2 separate regions of the Cricetulus griseus genome follow, and region 2 is linked to region 1. A link is a contact called in public Hi-C data. All regions are on one chromosome and are shown on one strand. The core of a region is the stretch at or near the end of the contact, and the rest is flanking DNA. Distances in the headings are between cores, read along the strand shown. Region 1 holds the start of Babam2 (BRISC and BRCA1-A complex member 2). Region 2 has its middle 8.2 kb from the start of Mrpl33.

Evidence for each region. Hi-C and Micro-C count contacts between places; a contact is called where the count stands out from the background.
Region 2: a Hi-C map of fibroblasts shows a contact between it and region 1, with 4 times the contacts expected there. The contact joins the enhancer-like site here to the promoter of Babam2 in region 1. A contact is called at or near these places in 3 of 8 Hi-C or Micro-C datasets (the CHO-K1 cell line and fibroblasts).

What each region holds. Positions count from the first base shown.
Region 1 is chr7:12,765,818-12,768,580 of CriGri-PICRH-1.0, reverse strand. Babam2 (BRISC and BRCA1-A complex member 2) reads left to right here and starts at 1,447. Exons shown (of 12, transcript XM_027424426.2): 1 at 1,447-1,592. Rbks (ribokinase) reads right to left here and starts at 1,250. Exons shown (of 8, transcript XM_027424429.2): 1 at 1,021-1,250. The coding sequence starts at 1,115.
Region 2 is chr7:12,868,636-12,871,398 of CriGri-PICRH-1.0, reverse strand. No RefSeq gene overlaps it. Among named protein-coding and RNA genes, the nearest start is that of Mrpl33, 8.2 kb to the right of the region's middle. Within about 2 kb of position 1,393, at least 2 of the 6 cell types and tissues checked have open chromatin away from gene starts, as enhancers often do. A contact at or near this core is called in the CHO-K1 cell line and fibroblasts, where this site is marked.

The sequences.
Region 1 (2,763 bases), core at 198-2,697:
TAATGTAAATACCCAATATTCTGACCCCCAAAGGGTCACGACCCACAGGTTGAGAACCACTGTCCTAAGCCATCTTGATGACCCTGATGACAATTTATAAATGTTTTTGGCAAGTTTAAGTCGAATAAATGAAGACCCAGGAGCTATTTTTTAAAGTAGATATAGGTAGTTTGCTGCAAGGATTTGGTTACTTTGATTACACCAAGGCCTTATTTCAAGGTTCTCTGTTATCATTTGGAAAAAGATTTAGGGACAGATGAGGTCTTAATCGTTGCATACTTAATCATTTAAAAATGATATTAAGTTGCATTGTATTAGAAATGTGGTCATTAACATAAACAGAATTGGAGTGGTATGGACCTTCTTGGAATTATTTTTCTACAACATGTATACTTTTATGCTTAAAAAGCTGTTTTCATAAAAACAATGATGACAAATCAGAAGGAAATCTCTTACAATCTAACTCAACTATTTTCATTTAGCATATTTTTCATCACTATCCGATCATAGTTTTTTTTAGTAGTTACAATTCTTATGTGTGGTGTTTTTTGTTTTGGACTCACACTTGGGTTTACCACAAGGTTGACCCACGGCTCATTTCTACATAAAACTGTAAACACGAAACACTGCAGGAATGCCAACAATCGACAGAGTGAAAAGGTGTGTGTGCCTTTTTGCCTCGACGCCTTATTTCACATGTGTTCAAATCGAGTAATGCCCAGTTGGGGGTGGTTGTCCTCACAACCCTGTAGGGTAGGTGCATTCTCAGAGGTTAAAATGTCACCGGGCAGCGTAGCCAAAAACCAGGTTCAGGTGTTTGGGGAGGGGTGGGGGTGTCTTTCGGCATCAGAGCTTTCACGGAGCGGCGCCCCGTCCCTTCCTTCCCGTGTCCTCAGGTGTCCACGTCAGGAGTGGCGCTGTGGACACCTGAAGCTCACAGCAAAGCTCCACGGTGGGTGCCCACAGACCCGAGGCCCGGGGTCGCCCTCCCGAGACCCTGCGCTGCGGCCCCGCACTAACCTCACCAGGTCGGTCATGCAGGAACCCACCACCACCACCGCCGCCGCCGCCACCTCCTCCTGCCACGGCCTCCCGGGCTCCCCGGACGCCGCCATTACTACCTCGCTCGACCCGGACGCTGCCCTTTGCCCTTTGCCTGACCCCGCCACCAGAGACGTCGCTCCTTCCTCCCTCACGCCGCGGCCGTCCCCCTCGCCTGCTCGGGTCGCCCACCCGAATGCCCGTGAAACCGCCCGGGCCTCCGGCGGCTCCCGGCTCTTTAGGACCCACGTTCCCGCCCCGCCTCACAGCACAGGGCTCGGCCGCCACGGCGAGAGTCGGCGTCGCTCGCCCGACCCGAGGCCGGAGCCGCGGGGAAGCTTCAGGCGCTACCCGGCCGCCTTCCTTAGCTTCCGGCTGGGCTCGGCGCGGGCACGCGCACGCCCGCCCGGCTCCGGAGGGGGCGGGACGTCCGGGGGAGCGCGCACGCATCCGGCCCGCGGTTCGCGCGCAGGTCGGTGCGTCGGTCGGGGGCGCGCTCGGGTAACCTGTACCCCGTCTAGTCGCCGGTTACTGATCGGACTAAGTTCCAGGTACCTGGACCCGGGCTGGTGCGGGGAGGTTGGATCTCAGTCGCACAGGTGGCGCCGAGAGCCATGTTTGAGTATGGCCAGAGCGCTTGCCTCTTCCTCAAGAGAAGGCCCGCGTCCCAAAGATGCCCTGCTCGCTCCCAGCACGCGGATCCCCTCAAGAACCAGCCCCCAAGACCCGGGGCTGCTCTCTCTCCCCACGTGCCTTGCTCACTCCCGGCCCCTGAAGAAGCCTGCTTCCTTTGCGCTAGATGGGGGGAATCATACAGTTTGGGAGAAAGGGTTGGATCTCTTTAGGTTTTCCTCAGAATGGGTGGCCATTCTTCGGATCTGAACCGGCTCGCTCTCCCCGTCCCTCCCCGCTGTTGCCCAGTTGGAGAAATGGCTCCCCCACAGTAACTTCCCTCGTGCGCCATATGACGCGAACGTGATGCAGCAGGCGGCCACCCCTTTCCGTTCCATGACGTCAACGGGGCACATGTTTCCGTGTTTGTCATCCTCCTAATAGCAAGAGCCGGATCGGTGCTTTTTACGTCTTTGTACTCCCCAGATAGCCAGCCCACCAAAAGACCTCATGTGACCTTACCTTGCGGCAGCAGATTTCTATAAAAGTATATATTTGCATTTTTCCTTCTGCAATACGTCAAAATCAGGAAATACAAATTGCAAAGCAAACATTCATGAAAGACTGGCCACCAAAAATTTCTGCCCTTCGGGGATCCGTTATAATGTGCTATGTGTAAAAGAGGGTGTGTGTGTGTGTGTGTGTGTGTGTGTGTGTGTGTGGTATTTCCAACCTGTATCTCTGCATATTGTACCAAAGGTCCATCATTTTTTTTTGTTGTTTTTTTGTTTTTCAAATTCCTCATTTTGGAGTCAGTATAGTTTTCCTTCTTTATTAGAGAATTTATACTTCACAACTGAAACATATTTAATCTGCACAAAACCTTTCACTGTCTAAAAACTGCATATGGCTGCTCTGGAAATAAAAGCAGAAATCCATTCCCTCGGGTATGATCCTAAAGTCTTGACACTTGCTGAAGTGGAAAGGGTTGTTATAATCACTAGCGTGGTTTGGCATCTGGAGTAGGTTTGTTTCTTTTGGCATTTAACTAGTGAATCATTCAGGCTAGCGTCGGCACTGGTCAGCAGTAGCCTAGCTGCTTTCTAGTGT
Region 2 (2,763 bases), core at 144-2,643, 100 kb before region 1:
CATTACTTTTAAGGCACTTGGAGTTAAAATGTATTATTATTACAGTATCTGCACAATATGTGTGTGCACATGTGTGGCTCATGTGCTATACAGTGCCTGTGTAGAAGTCAGAGGACAGTACTGTCATGTCATTTTTCTCCTACCTTTATGTGGATACCAAGGATTGAATTTAGATCCCCAGGATTGAGTGGCAAGTGTTTTTACCCATTGAACTAACTTTCCACCCTTGTTTTATTATTATTGTTGTTATTATTATTATTATTATTATTATTATTATTATTGTTGTTGTTGTTGTTGTTAGAGAAAGGGTCTCATGTAGCCAAGCCTAATCTTGAACTTGCTAATTAGCCAAGGATTATCTTGAGCTCATAGTCTTCTGGCCTCTACTTCCCATATGCCATCATGGATGGCTAGCTTATTCCTGGACATGAAGGGAAACCTTTATATGGGGGGGAAGAGGGTTTATTCATTTTACATTTCAAATAATTTTCCAAGACGGGAAAGTGATTTGGATAAAAAAAACCTAAGTCAATGAATGGCCTCTGGTGTGGTTTTCTGAGCTTTCCTGATCTTGATACAGGGCAGTACATGAGTGCGGTATTGTCAGGGGCAGGGCTCCACCCTCCAGGGATGTTACCCAGAGTATTAGGGTCAGAGCCTGGGCCCTGGCAGCCACAATGAGCTAGGCTCAGCTATCTACCCCCAATAGAGAATTAGGCAAGTTATAGTGAAAAACAGAAAAAAAAAATTTATTCAGTGTAGCCACATTGGGCATCACGTTCTCCATGGGTCTGTCATAGGGGTCTGGCAGGAAGTTAAGGCTTAAGTACTCTGTTTAAGAGGCCCAGAGGCAAAGCAATCCTTGTCAAGATGTGGCTCCTCCCACCACCATTGTCTCAGCTCCATTCTCTCCTTCAAGGTGGTCCAGCAAGTTGTGAGAACTTTGTGAGATCTCTTTCCTGGAGATAAATTCCCCTTTGGCTGGCTCGAGGCTTCAGCTTTTTCCTTCTCTCAGATTGAGACTCCTGGGGAAATTCCAATTTCTTGGGGTCTATTGTTTCAATAGTTTGGTGGCCATCGGGAGGGGCTCGGATGTCAATTTAAAGTGTCTTCACCTGTGTGAGTGTGATTGCTAAGGTTTCTTTTGTGTTAATTCTGCATGAAGAACAAACTCCAGGGCTGGCAAGAGGAGACACCAAACTGTAATCCCTTTCTTGGTTTAGTTTGAAGATGGGTTGGATTGTCACATGCAAGAGGATTTTTGTGTGGGTTCTCCAAGTGCCAAAGTGCTGTTCTAATGTCTTTTGACTCACATCCAGCCAAGTGACTCAGTTCTGGCCCCACAGACCCTCCACAGGCTCTCCCTCCCTCAGGGGTGCAGGTGTGTCCCCATGTGGGGCGGAGGCCAGGAAACTAACCACAATCTCTTGGCTAGGAGAACAGGCTCCTGCCTTGCAGGCAAAACAGGGCAAAAAAGCAGGCAGGCAGAATCCCAAACCACAGAAGCTCAAGTTAGGTCATTCTTGTGAGCATGACAACTGGTTGTCTCTCTGGGTCAACAAAATGAAACACAGACACATCTGAAAGTGGCTTTAAAAGGCTCAGAATTTGCAGGACCGAGTCAGCCTGCCCCTGAATTCTCTTCCAAAACAAGGAGAAGTTAATTGACCCTTCTTTCTTAACAAGTCCCGCCCCCCAGGGGTCCATCATAGGGGTCTATAGCAGAGATGTTGAACAGCAGACAACTAAGTCACATGTTCAGTGTGGGATTCATTCCCTATTTCCATGGACTGTACACTGGGCAGGAGCCATCTTCAAATTCCTTGGAGAAGCTGCAGGGACATTGTTAAGGCTGTGTCTCTGCTTCCTGGGCCACTTACAAATAAGGTTAGGGGTTAGGTCAGCGTGGGGAAAGTAGTGGAAACTTATTTCCTTTCAGATGGGGAATCTGTGTGCGTGCCAGCATGTTGCATGCGAATGTGTGCATATGCTCATGAGGGCAGAGGTGGGTGTTGACAGTCTCCTTTCATTGTTCTCTATCTTATTCTTATTACATTTATTGATTGGTTTATTGTGTGCATCTGAGAGAGTATATGTGTGGACACACACCACACTTCGTGCGTGGAGTCAGAGGACAGTTTGTGGAGACCAGTTCTTTCCTTCTACTCTGTGGGTCCTGGAGTTTGAACTTAGGTTGTAAGACCCCCGGAAAGCTCAGGCCTCCAGGATCTCAGCCCAGGACCGAGGTCACCCCAATCACCAGGCAGAGTCGAAAGCTTGATGCAAACTGCATGAGGCTTTATTATAGTTGTTTAACAAGCTAACACCATGTTAGCTCCGGCCTTCCATCCATCCACCATGGTGGTTGGCTAGAAAGACAGCTCAAAGCGTCAGCATAGAGATCTTATAGGGCAGCATAAGGGGAGTATCTAGGGGTACACACAGGCTCAGGATTGGTGAGCCTCCAGGCTTGGAGGGCTTGCCCTGTGTTGACTGGTCAACTGGTTATTATGGCCCATAGGCCCTCCCAGGGTGGTTGCTATGCTCTGCATACCATTGCTGTGTACCTGTCCATAAAGCACACCCAGAGCCGTAAAGCATAGCACCACTGATTGGTTCCTTGCCATGAGGCAGGCATCTAACCTCTTAGTGACTAAGGCAAGGTCAGACAAGCACGTGTTCAGCTGTTATGGCTGCCGAAATGGGGAGCTGGTCCCTTCAAGGTCATCAGGTTTGGAGGACGGCACTTTTACCTGCTGAGCC